Linked DNA regions of Xenopus laevis: region 1 is linked to region 2. Evidence: chromatin contacts called from public Hi-C data. All regions are on one chromosome and are shown on one strand. Each heading gives the region's core, a stretch centred on a gene start, on an enhancer-like site or on the middle of the called end of the contact. The rest is flanking DNA. Distances are from core to core; before and after follow the strand shown. Region 1 has its middle 15 kb from the start of babam1.L. Region 2 overlaps nr2f6.L (nuclear receptor subfamily 2 group F member 6 L homeolog).

The links. Hi-C and Micro-C count contacts between places; a contact is called where the count stands out from the background.
Region 1: a Hi-C map of the XTC cell line shows a contact between it and region 2, with 1.8 times the contacts expected there. The contact joins two enhancer-like sites. A contact is called at or near these places in 2 of 4 Hi-C or Micro-C datasets (the XTC cell line and animal cap).

What each region holds. Positions count from the first base shown.
Region 1 is chr1L:121,473,685-121,480,020 of Xenopus_laevis_v10.1, forward strand. No RefSeq gene overlaps it. Among protein-coding and RNA genes, the nearest start is that of babam1.L, 15 kb to the right of the region's middle. Within about 2 kb of position 3,572, at least 1 of the 7 cell types and tissues checked has an H3K27ac peak or open chromatin away from gene starts, as enhancers often do.
Region 2 is chr1L:121,426,757-121,433,821 of Xenopus_laevis_v10.1, forward strand. nr2f6.L (nuclear receptor subfamily 2 group F member 6 L homeolog) reads right to left here. Exons shown (of 5, transcript NM_001086712.1): 4 at 4,674-5,201; 5 at 3,395-4,573. The coding sequence ends at 4,299. Among protein-coding and RNA genes, the nearest start is that of nr2f6.L, 22 kb to the right of the region's middle. Within about 2 kb of position 4,920, at least 1 of the 7 cell types and tissues checked has an H3K27ac peak or open chromatin away from gene starts, as enhancers often do.

The DNA of each region.
Region 1 (6,336 bases), core at 2,322-4,821, 46 kb after region 2:
TCGGGCTGATCTGATCGTGGGCCCTAGTGGGCAGGAACTAGGGGTAGGCAGAAAAAGTATGTGTGTAAAGGTGGCCATACATGGAGAGATCCGCTCGTTTGGCGATGTCGCCAAACGAGCGGATCTCCCTCCAATATGCCCACCTTGAGGTGGGCAATATCGGGCTGATCCGATCGTGGGCCCTAGGGCCCAACGATCGGATCCTAGCAATGCCTAACGGGTGGTCGGATCGCGGGACCGCATCAACGAATAGATGTGGCCGCGATCCAACGGGATTTTTTGTCCCATCCGATCGAGATCAATCTCGATCGGTGAAGCCCGTCGGGGGGCCCCATACACGGGCCAATAAGCTGCCGACGCGGTCTGTCGGCAGCTTTTATCTGCCCATGTATGGCCACCTTAAGGCACAAATTGGGGGGGGCACCAGGCATATACCTTTCCTCTTTCAACCAACAATTCTTGGCCTTCATCCGCATGATTGTAAATCTAAAAAAAAGAAAATACAAGGACCTACCATCTCAGCTAGCTAGACACTGTCCAGCTTCCATAAAACCAATGGTTAGCTGTGTACTAAGTAGTTAAGAATGGGAACTCACCTAAGAGCCAACCAATTGGATTACAAGAGAAGCAGATAGGATGGGCAACCCCTACATGTTTTGTCCCTAATGCAATAGCCTGCAACCTAGCATACCCTAGGGTTGCCACCTTTTCTGGAAAAAAATACAGACCTTCCTATATATTTATCTTTTTTCCCTATTAATAACATTGGGATCAACCATCATTTTTACCGGCCAGGCCGGTAAAATACCGGCCAGGTGGCAACCCTAAACCCTTCTGTTCTTAGGGTTTTCCCATTTAAGAAAATGGGAAGTAGCAAGGTGTGTTTTATATACTTTTAATACATTGTGTGTTTTTCTCAGCGTTGTGCCATTGGCCAGTTTGTGCAAAGGTAGCTACTGTCACCATGACAAAGACTATTTCAGACAACTGGGAACAAAAGCACAGAATGACCTTTGGGTTAAGATCAGGAGTGAGAGGATTAGAGAGTAATAAAATTAAATCAGGGATACCATCCAAAGTTTTCCATGAATCAGTCACAACCATTCAATGCCTCGTGTGACTTGTATGTCATATGAGTATTGGCATGGCAGTCAGCGAATTGTGCCTCGCTTTCTAGTGACAGCAATAAAAATAGGGGTTAAGAAACAGGCGCACCTTTATTATAGGCAGACCCTCCCACAATGTGCATAAAGCCCTCGCTGCCCTCCTTCCTCAGAGCTCTAACCTCTGCCCTCTTTAGCTCTACCCCTCCCCTCCCTGGTATTAACCTGTGACCTCACTCTCTGTTTGGAAGGCGGGACGGGGGAATGAAAATGGGGACATGAGGATTCTGGGAATATTTTGGTGGCAATTATAACATCTGCCACTCTCTTACCAGCCTGGGAAAGTCCTTACCCTGCAGTCACCTTTGTGTTGATAGGCGTTAACCCCTTCACCTCAGTGACAACCTAAGATATTTAAATCATCACGTTCACTTCATGGGTTTTTCCCCATCAATCACCACATAAATTTGTCCTGCCCTCTCCAACATAATTTAATATTTTTCCTCCAGCATTCTTTCCTTTATTGGCATGCACTCAGTAGTAGTTTTAAAGCAAATTAAAGCTGAATCAGTGGAGTGACCTTCAGCGTTATTTTTAAGGACATTCTTCTGTTAGCAGGATTCTCTCCTACAGGCCACAGCTGAACTCTATCTTACGGACTGTTCCAGCACTCCATGTAATTACCAGCACACAGATACATTTCAGCTTGTTATATCTCCTGTCCAATAAGGGTTCCAGGAATAAAATATACCTCCCTATTTACATTTTGCCTATGTTATTTACAGCACAGAAAAGAAACTAAAATAGGGATATGGCATCAAAGGTCATTTTAACCAGGAAACAGCCATACTTCTTGTTGCTAGGAGGCTTGATTCAGCTGGAAATCAGCATTTTCTGAGCCTGTTCTTATATTAGCAAATAATTGTCTGTATATAGTCATAAACAAGACCTGATTTTAGCTTATACAGACTATAATTACTTCACCTATGCACACAAATAGACATTATTGTGTTCTCCCAGCAGAAACATAATTACATTAAAATTTGCTTTGCAATATCTGAACCAGAAATTCTGCATTAATGCCACCCAAGCAATTATGGGAGCAGGATAAAAAAAATAGGCTTATTATTTTGTTTCTTGGGAGACTCTAAGCTATAGTATGTAGTCAGTGTGGCATGTCCAATAAAAATAATGAAACCTATTTTTAGCCTGTCTCTACACATCTGTTATTTAGCATATGTCTGGGCCTATTTGTGGGTGCAATTTATTATGACTATCCTTTATTTCTGTACTGCCAAATGTTACACAGAACTTTTACTTAAGCTGTCACACTCTCACACACATATTTGTTAGGTTTCAATTAATTCAGGAATTCAGAATTTGTGCGATTCGCCGCCAGCAAATAAATTTGCGAAACGCCCTCGAAAATTCACCTGCGTCAAAAAAACAGGAGCCGGCGTCAAAAACGAGACGCCGGCACCGTTTTGCGAATTTTTCGCCCATCACTATTGACCACCTTTGTGCTGGGCTAAATTAAGCTGATCCAAATGTAAGCCCAAGGAAAACCATCAGATGAGGACCGCAACAACATATCAATGTACTCCTCAACTTTTGGGATCTTCACACCTGGCCAAATGATATTTAGCCATTTTTTTGCCAGCTATCAGTCGGGAAACCCATCAATGGGCCCATACATGGGCAGATAAGCTGCCTCTTGGTCTGAAGGAAATTAAAAAAATAGAGAGAGAAGGCGCACACCCTTTTAAATTAAATTACGGGGTGCTAATCCATAGGTGACTCCCCATGAGGGTCTCCATGTAATATATAACTGCTGCAAAGAATGGATAGCACACCCGATTTGAAAAAGCCAAAATTAATTTATTACAAAAAAGAAAAAATATCTAACAGAAAAAAATACACAAAACAAAATCATAATGAGCCCAACGCGTTTCGACCTTAAGGGTCTTCATCAGGGGCACAAAAATAAAGAGATAATCAAAAAGGCAGAACGAGCCTTACTGTCTGTATCATTTTATAGTCCATGCTGAGTTCATGCGATAAGAATCCGGCGTCTGACGTCACTTCCGCCCCTCTGTTCTTAGGGGGTAAGGCAGCGTCACCTAGTATCCTGGTGGAACGCAAATGCGTTCCAATATAGCGTGCGTCCTGCATCTAACATTTTCCTGGATGCATATCAATCTGTCCCAAATACGGATCACGCCCTTGACGTCACTTCCGGTTGTCTAGACTTACAGGAATAGCCCAGCGTCCCTTGAAAATCCAGTTGGAACGCACACTCCACCATAGCGCCAGAGCCTCACAAATTCAAGCAGAATTATACATAATAAGTCATGCTGTCCACTGAAGGGGCTGAATCAGCAGCTTCAATATGTCACCAATATATGGCCACCAACGTCAGAATGGGTGGTCTGGGGCCCACAGGGTCTGCCATCTCAGGGACCCAAAGTTGTTGAGGTCCTCCATATGCCAGCAACACAATCATACCTGTGCCCCCTATCCCTGCACATACCTTGAATTTTTCAATTGCTGCCACATTAAGGGGAGACCAGGAGGGAGCGCCTTTACTTGCAGATGAGGAGCAAGACTGGGTGGGTGTGGACCACAAGGACCCAGTCCAACCCTGATGGCCACCTTTAGGAATCTGGATTTGTCTGATTGTAGAAACCTCACCTCCAGAGAAAAAAACTATCTTAAGCTGCTGAGAAGTGACAATGTAGCACCCTGTGACCCCACAACATGAACAGGATGGAGGTCTACAAACTGGACCTAAGTTCCAGGGGGCTACCTAAATTTGCATTGGAGTGACTAGAAAGATAAAGTTCTGATAATGTAGATTGCATCCCAAACAGTCTGGAATTGTATTAACCCTCATACACAAATCTATCTTTCATGCCTGGTCAGTTAAAATATGGGATCACATACAAAAAAAGATATCACTACTTATAACGGCACTCAGGAATGACATGGAAAGATATCTACTGAAGTTAATGAAATTCTGAGAGTGAAAGTGGGTGCATTTTCACTTGCACTATTAAACCAAAATGAGTGCTTGGATTGAGGCTTGACATAATGTACCATATGGGGCTCCTACACTCAAATGGCCACACCTCAGACCTGCCCAACCCATTTTGCTGAAACACTGTCCTTATTGCAGTCATCCGAGCCGTTGACAGAACTTCTGTTTGTCTCCTGTCTGACGGCAGCCCTCCTTAGATCTGAAGAATGTGCAACGGTGTTGCTGCTTTTCTTTCCTCGTCTGGTGATGCACAATGCATTTATCAAGGCTCATCAGGAAATTAAATATTCAGCTTGGACAAAAAAGTCTGTTGAAATTCTCCCCAAATTGACATACATGTGCAGACAATCAAACAGTATGGTCAAAGTCGACCAACTACCCTACCAAATCCAGGTATGTATGCCCAGCTTTAGGGGCATAGGACTGAACCTGAAATAAAGATTAGGACTGAACCTGAAATAAAATAAAATCAACATTTTATGACACCCCCTTTTATTTGAACCAGCCAACTAAAGGGCTAACTACAAACCTTCAGAAATATAAATTTTGATCTTGCTGCACTACTATTAGAAAGCAAAGATTTAAATACAAGTGCTTACACATACATAATTTATCTTATCTTAGACAGCAGCAATTAGATATTTCTATTTAGGGCCAGATTTAAAGATGGAGCGCCCTAGGTCACTGGCACCCCCTTACACGCCCCCCCCCCTTCCGCTCACATTTCCCTCACCTACTATCTGTTGCTCCCCTAGGGCTGTTCCCCCGAATTACTGGCACTGGGGACTGGGAGATTCAAACAATTGTCAAAATCTTCCAATTACCAACATGCTGTAAATAATTTTGCAAACTGGAGATGTAAAATGTACTGTGCTGGCATGCTGGTATTTGTGTACTGGTGCTGTAGCTTTTACAATCCCTGGCACTTTCATAGTTAAAAATCTGTCCAAACTAGGATTGTGTATGTGCATACAAAACCTTGTTCGTATTCAAATTAAGCCTCTGTGCCAATTCTGGGAGACTAGTAACAACAAAGCAGCAATATAATAAAGTATTTGTCACTAATGTCACAGTAGCTATGTTCCTATTATATGTTAACAAACAGTTGGTATCAAACAAGAGAACGGATTATATTTTGTATATTAACTATTTATGACAATAGGCTGTGCAATTTACTAATGATCTGAGTAATTCTTTCACAGTTTTTTGTGAGATTTTCCAATAAGTAATTTTTGATATTAGATTTTACAAAGATTTTCAAACGACCCATCTTCTAAATTAATTCCTGCCCCAGTGATGCTCACAATCTAAGCAAAATCAGGCCTATGAGTTTGTAGGGGCCTTTGGTACAGCTCTCAGTGTCACTAGACCACTGACTGTAGTACTCTCTGTACCCCCCTGATGGCAGGACTGGTAGTGGCTATTACATCAGTGTTTGGTTTGTAGTTGTCAGCAAAAGGGGAACTTTATCCTTGGAAATCTAATGTAACATGACTGAAAATAATACAGCATGATTTAAGCTTGCTTAAAATGTAAGTGAAATAAGCTATGGAGTAGTTATTAATGTTTTAATTTTCTCCTGAAAAGCATTTAGTTGTTGTGAATGGCTTTTACAGCATATTCTTGGAATCTGTAGGATGTCCTGTTTAATTCAGCCATTCCAACCTGAAATAACTGCAGCACAGGGTGCTGTTTAAAGGAGGCTTTAACTTTACTGTAATTCAAGAATGCCCCATTTAACTAACATAGATAACCCTCCAATTGATTTGATATCAGTTAGAAACCCACCATTGTTACAGTCTGCCATGTCAATCTGCAATCACATTGATCACTTTAGAGCCCTCTGTTAGCTAGAAAACTTTTTATAGTACCCTACCCTGATGACTAGCAGTCAGAAAGCCAGTCAACATTACACACGCATTCAGCACTGTGTGAAACTTTCATGAATTCCCCTGCAGAAGGTCATTTTATTTTAAAGTTTACCAACATTGTTCTCTAAATTCTGTGACACAATAATAGAATGGTATCTGGCAGGCACAACTCCTTCCTGGCAATGCACTTGGCAGGACAAATATCTCAGTGAACTTTCAGCTGTTCTGATCTCACATCAGCTGGCACATCCACCTCCAGATAAATCTGTGCTGTTCAATAGAACATACAAAGGGTCCACACTAGCTGTCATACGTCACCCATGTG
Region 2 (7,065 bases), core at 3,670-6,169:
CAGATGGAGGGCAGATCTAATCTAATATGTAAACTAAAGTATGCTAACACAACCTTGTGTTTATGTCTAGTATGCACAAGTATGTGTTAACTGCCAGCATGAACTAAACTTTGCCATTAAAAGCTAAAAACGTAGCCGCAGCAGAAAATCTCTGGCAGCTCAATGCATGCAGTCATTCCCATACACCACTGGATACAATAGCAGCTCATGGGCCTGGTAGTGGTTTCCAGTAAGGGGGAAAGCAATGAGGAAAAAACAAAATCTGATGTAATAAATATAGAACCTTGTTTTATGATAACATTTTTCTATTTGCACTTATGTATTAAAATAAGTTGTTATAAGCTCATTTTGCCTTTTGTTGTCACAAGCATTCTAGGAATAAAAGTAGAAGTTCTTAAGATATATTTTCCGTGCAGTGCTTTATAAAACAATCTCATGTTTCTGCAGCCTCCTACCTCCCAGGATAATTATTTATAGTCCTTCTTATATTTGCTCATGAGCACCACACTGAATGGTAAGATATAGGTCACATGCTATTTAAAGCAGCGTGCTGATTTAGCATTTTGCAGAACTGGTTTCACAGGATAACCAGCTTGTGTATGTTGGGTACATACAGTATATGTTTTGAGCAAGTGACTATAAGAAAGTACATTTTGCCTTTAATTTTTTTCCTAATGGGAGGTGCAGGAAAGCTGGAAATACCATTTCTCTAAGAATCTTGTTGATGGGTCCTGGAAGTGCTTAAGAAAGAACACCTTTTGAATAGGAGAATCAAATCTGAAAAGAGCACATGGATGGAACATGTAACGGGAAATATTTGTTGCAATACATACAAAGTTTTTCAGCCTTTTGCTCAAGGACAAAGATTGAGAGAGCTGTTGCAGCTTAGCTACAACAGAATCAAATTGATGTTCACTGCCCTGGGCAGATGTCAAGCAGAGCTATACAAAGTGCTGTGCTTACTATGGTGCTATTTACTGTACCCGATTGTGGTGATTTGGATTAATTGCAGGAAACTGTGAAGAAAGGCAATGTCCCACGATTAAGATGGATTGCTGCGAGTAATAGGTTTTACTTGCGACAATCTTAATGTTATACTATGTAAAGTCCTTTTTTCGGGTGCTTGGTTAAATGAGACAGCATATATATTATTTTTACAACCCACATAGACAACAGCAAGGTTGTCACACAGCAAAGAGGGATTAAACTGATGCGTTCTTGTTTTTGTCTTAAAAGACTTAAAAAAACTAAAGCCTAACTAAAGAAGTAGGCTAGAAATGCTGTACATTATGTTTTGGGCTTCTGTACTGACCAAAAACAACCACAGCCCTTTAGCAGTAAAGGTCTATCTCTGAATTAGCTCTCCATCTTCTTTTTTACTGATTTGCTGCACATGCTCTGTGCTGGGGACAGTACGTATAAAATATAAATCTCACAATATAAAGCTGATTAATAATCAATATTTATTGGCAGCTTAGAAACCAGGGCAACTAACAGAATTTATATCAGCCCTGTAGCATCAATTTATATTACAGTACAACCTTATTTTCTGCTTGATAATTTGCGACGACCCCTAAGCTTAGCTGCTCAGAGCCCACAGTATTCAAAGATGGTGACCCCCTGTGACAAGTTTGATGTTCTCGATCATTGCTGCTATTGCGAAGCTGAAACTTTAGGCTTGTGCAATAAATTCAGTACATAAAATATAGCATTTTTAACCATATTCATTTCTAGAGTTTAGTTCTCCTTGAGCAGCTCATGTTTGGTAGGCTTCCTGTCCCAACCTGTGTAAAATCAGCACATGTTTGGGGAATCCCAGGTTTAAATTTACAGCTAGTGCTGAACAGGATGACCAACTTGACATAGCTGTTGCTTTACCCCGTGTAAATAATCTACAGCTACAGAGCTGTAATATACCTATGAGCCCTTGTAATATACCGATAAACATGTTCTCACCTAATGAAGTTGGGTGACCAAATGCAACACAAATGGCCTCGCAAGCCTCCTCCACATTGTAGCTCACTGCAGATGCAAGGGCAGGACCCACAGAGAACACTTCTTACCTCTTGAGTTTGTATATGTAAATATTTGGCAAAAATGACAGGAAAATAATTTATATCAGTGTATTTTTGTTTTATTTCTACATCCTTCTTTGGCAGTTTTCCCTTCCACCTGTTTTTTGGCATTAGCAGAATATTTAGACATACAATTTTACAAGAGTAGAAACAAACAGAAAACAAAACAGCCTTCTATATATATATATATATATATATATATATGTATATGTATCGAGAGAGATAAGGGGGAGAACATTTGCTCAGCCATATTAAGAGAAATTTCTGCACAGAATAACTGGCTATTCATTAGTTTAAAAAGCACATATTCTTAGACAAGGCTCAATCATATAACAGTGTGTTACATGGCTAGTAGTGTGTTTTCATGTGTGCAAATGTAGAAGCTTGTCATTGTAGGTGTCTGTCCGGCAGTCTCATACCCCTCTTGAAATGCTCAGCAGAAATATGGGTTTGGGCAAGTAAGTCAATAAGAAGGGTTTGCTGTGGGCAGCACAGACCGGTAGAAGTGGCATGAACACAATAGAGACTGTCATGCGATGACTGACACAGACTTTGAACTAAAACAAAAAAAGTTGTGTAATTAATTGTTTTATGAACATTAGCTACACTAATGAATATCCAATTATTCCTACATAATCCCTAAATATGGATATACTTCTTAAACACATTTTTTGGGGGTCCGGCAATGAACTCCTGGCACTTTATAAGGTATCAAAGACATCAAAGCTTGTTTAGTTAATTTTTTTTTCACACAAAGTTGAAACTAAAGATATAAAGCTTCTTAAAAAAAATAGTTAACATATATAAAAGAGATTAACAGATTAGTGTATACACATAAAGTAATGCGTTTTAAGTACCATTATAGCTACAGCCATTTTAATCTTTTAAAGGGGCCTTAAAAACTCACCAATATTGTTCAAACCTCTGCAGAAATTGTGTCTAAAGGGTATGTCTTCATTTTAGCTCACTCTCCTTTTCTGACTGAAATCAGACAATAATAATAATAATAATATGACAGCACATACTCACAAATGATTTTAAGAATTATGGGCCATAAGCAATAATCAATGACCTGCAGAATGGTCATGTGAACTGTAGCAGAACATTTTTGTTAGGTGTTGATGCAAGGCCAGACAGACCTCTACCTTGGCCGTTAGAAAAAAGCTGACCCTGCACTCACCCCTGTAATGCACCATCTACTGCACAACAAGAACTGTTTCAATTCAACTTATATGGTTGATTTGCTCCCAAAGATTTAGTACTACACAATTATAAAAAAGGCTTCATATAAAGGAATTTGAGAGCCTATTTTTTTTTTCTTTGAAAAAGAAGACAACATTTTTTTTTTTTGACCACACTGAAAAAATGCAGGGTAATTAAGAACAGTGACTTACCTTGCACTAACAGGTATCAAAAAAGGTGTTAAGGAAACAATTTGGTTAGAGCTAGTAAAGGTAAAATATTTCAGAATAAACGATTTCAGAGTAAAGATAAAATCTATAAGTATTATTTCAGTGTTTCAAACCTTTAAAAGACCTGTACATCAGGGCAAATTAAAAAATGGATTGGGAAAGATTACAAGACAATCATGCCCCTGATAAACAGCTTCGCTTAGTCCTTCCAACACCAGAAGATTTCAAATTGACTTCTCTGACACTGTACTTAACAGAGTTCAGTGAACATAAAATGTGTTTAATATCCACATTTCTGCAACTCTCCATATAGTGAAATTCCTGTAAGCTGCATTTAAAAGAACAAAGCAGCTGTCTTCTGGGAAATTAGTGTTCACTGAAGAGGTAGACAAGGTGTGGACTAAGCTGTACTCTCTCAGAGGCGGACAAATGCTTACAGATGCATACAGAGTTCTTGTGGTGATCTGAAACTCTTGGTGCTTAAAGCATATTTTAGAACACCTTTAGAATATCTAGAATATCCTACAGTACTCAGAAAAGGGTTACAATGTATTTATACAGGTAAGGAGAAAATGGAGGCGGCATTCTGCCAGTACCAGTTTTTTAGCCCTGATGTAACCCAAACACATTATCAGCAGAGAGACAATTCATGGGTCTGTAGACAAGTTGTCTCCTCATGAAATTTGGAAGTGCCCTTGTGACTTGCAAAAGAGGTTGAGCCTGAACTCCAGAAAGAGGCAAAGGCCTGCCACTAAAAAGTGTCCAAGGTGAGACCCAAGTCAATATTATTGCACTTAAGCATCTAGTGATGCTATTGACCAGATGAGTATGGCCAATTAAAACTGCTACCAGAGAGAAGCATGTCCCTAATAAGTGTTTCTATAGGGGTCTTGCCAACAAGCCTCATGAAGAAGAGCTGAGATATGAGTGATGCAGGAACAGCTCGGAGTGCAGGCAGCCGTAAGAGGAGACGCCCAAAGCGCTGTGGCTGAGAGGGATACTGGGCTCGCACATACTCTGTGAGGGCTACCTGGGCTTTCTCTTGTAAGCTTTCCACGTGAGCTGGATCTGTAAGGCCACAGGCATCTAAAATTATGAAAAAATACATTTATTTTAGATATATAGATTTAAAAATATGATGGATAAAAATTTAGAGAGTTATTATGGGATCAAATCCTACTCTCACCTGAAGTGAAGAGTGCAATGGCTTTTAAGCAAGCATATTCAGCTGAGTCCACCTGCAGGCGGTTAAGCTTCTCAACCTGGTCCTGGAAGAGACGAATCTGATCCATAAATGAGACGACTCGGTCAGCAGACATTGGAGAAGAATGGAATCCAGCAGCAGCCAAAAGAGGAGCCATGTGAAGTGGAAGGGCAGACTGTGCAGCACTTAGTACGAACAGTTCACTCCAGCTCAGTCGAAGCAAGGAGACCTGATCAGCCACTGCTAGTTCTGGGAAGTAGGGGATGCTCCTTGACCACTCAACAGTGCTGAAGAGAAGCCTTGCTGCTAGTTCACAGATATTATCAATGCCCATCACACTACCCTGTTGGGTGTACTGGGACCCATAGCGGGAAGCAGGATATGGCTCAGCTCGCAGGAGCTGGGAGATTAGTTCAGAGACTGGCTGTCCATTGAAGTACTCGCCTGCTCCTGGAGCAGAAGTGGGACTGGCACTGGAATGTGCAGGTGGGATGCGACCTCGCTGGACAGCTGCGGAAAAAGGGATCTTAGTATTAGAATTTAGCACTGCTTTTTGTCAGAGAGCCTGTAGAAACCACATAAAACACTATGCAGCACAATTGATACAATGACATAAAGGCATGCAGAAAAGATGGGGGATTAAATAATCAGTTTTCAAATAATAACTATAGTTTAACTTGTATTCTTTTTTTTCTGTTGCCATTTTAACAGCTACCAGGTTGATAGGTATACTGATCCTTGCAACCAGGATGTGGTTTTATAAGACAGATTACAAGATAAGTTTAAGAAAATACACATATATTAATAATACAAATCTAGCATCTCAATCAGTCTGCTTATGGGTTGACAGGGAAAAGCTGAAGTTTTTTTATTGAGATATTTTTGGTGTCTACACTGGCAACTACTGTGATCAAACTGACTAGGAGGCAAAATATTCAAGTAAGCACAGCTCTTTGCATGTTCCTTTTATTTATGAAGCAGAGAAGGCAAATAAGTCCCCAGTAGTATTTTGTTTTGTGATAGAGGACAACACTGCCTGTGCTTGAATATACCCCCCCCCAAACCTTAAAGGCTGCTGCCATGTCCTGCATACATGTGGGTTAAGCATTACCCTTTAGAGTAATGGCATACAGTATGTTTTGCCACCCTCGCTAAATATCCTCTAGTGACAAAAACATAAAACAATACCTTTGTAAAGAGGTCATTGTGAATCGCGGGACTAAAACATTTTAACTCTGCAAAACTCAGAAGCCATTTTTTAACTATATAATGCAAATGTTTTAGCACTGGTGATTCACACTGATTTCTATTTAGGGTGAAGACACACATACCTACTAGTAGCAGCTACTTGTCACGGCTGCAAAATAGTACACAATAGTGATAATTGGCTTTGCTAACACACTACGTTAAGCAAAGGCAATTCTCAGTATTGTCAATGGCAGGGTATTTTGTGGCATTCTGCAGCTGCTACTAGTATCTCTTTGCGTATGTCTTCACCCTAAAAATTGGCCCATATCTGCTCAACTAGATCCACCACAGTTTAGCAAATTCTACTATTTTCAGGGACAAGTCAGAGAAAAACTATTTTCCACAGTCATGAAGTCCATCTGCTTCAATTTACCCTTATGTTGCAACATAGTAAAATTTAAAGACAAATAAATAAAGAATAAATAAAAATGCTTGTGCGCTATGCTTCTGGGTAACTCCATACTTTTACTTTGTGCATAGGATGAAAAAAGTGCACTCTGGCATATGAAACAATATCAGAGAGGAACTTAGCAAAGCCTGAGCGAAACTCAAAATGGGATTGACTAGAGGTTCTAACACAGAACGTACAACTTTACTCCCTTGAGCTGGCCATAGACGCAAAGATTTGATCGTACGAATCTACGTTTCGTACCATTTTCGGGTTGTGTGTGGAGTGTCCCGACATTTGTCGTGAGATGACAAAAAGTAGTTCAGTTGATTGGACAGGTTAGAAAATTTCGATAATATCTCTGCATGTATTGCTGATCTAACGATATCAGTAGGAGACTGTCACCAGCTTTGTCGGACATAACTTTTGTACGATTGCTGTCAGGGGCAGAACATTGTCTGATCTGTTCTTTTACTACTTTATTTGATCTGAATGGTTAGCTAATGAAGGTGAATTGTCCATTAAGCTGCAAGTCAGTTTCCCCAAGAGACCTGCTTATCCTGAATTGTAACAAATGTATCTAAGTGCACCTGCAACGTATTCTGGGCTCTCTGCCAAAAGCCAATTACGTTTTAGAAACTGTACATCTTTTTCTGGCTGTTCTGTGAAGGAGATCAAAGAGAAAGTCTGGACATTTCAGTAACAATCCAGGACTGCGGGTTGAGCTTGGGAAATTGG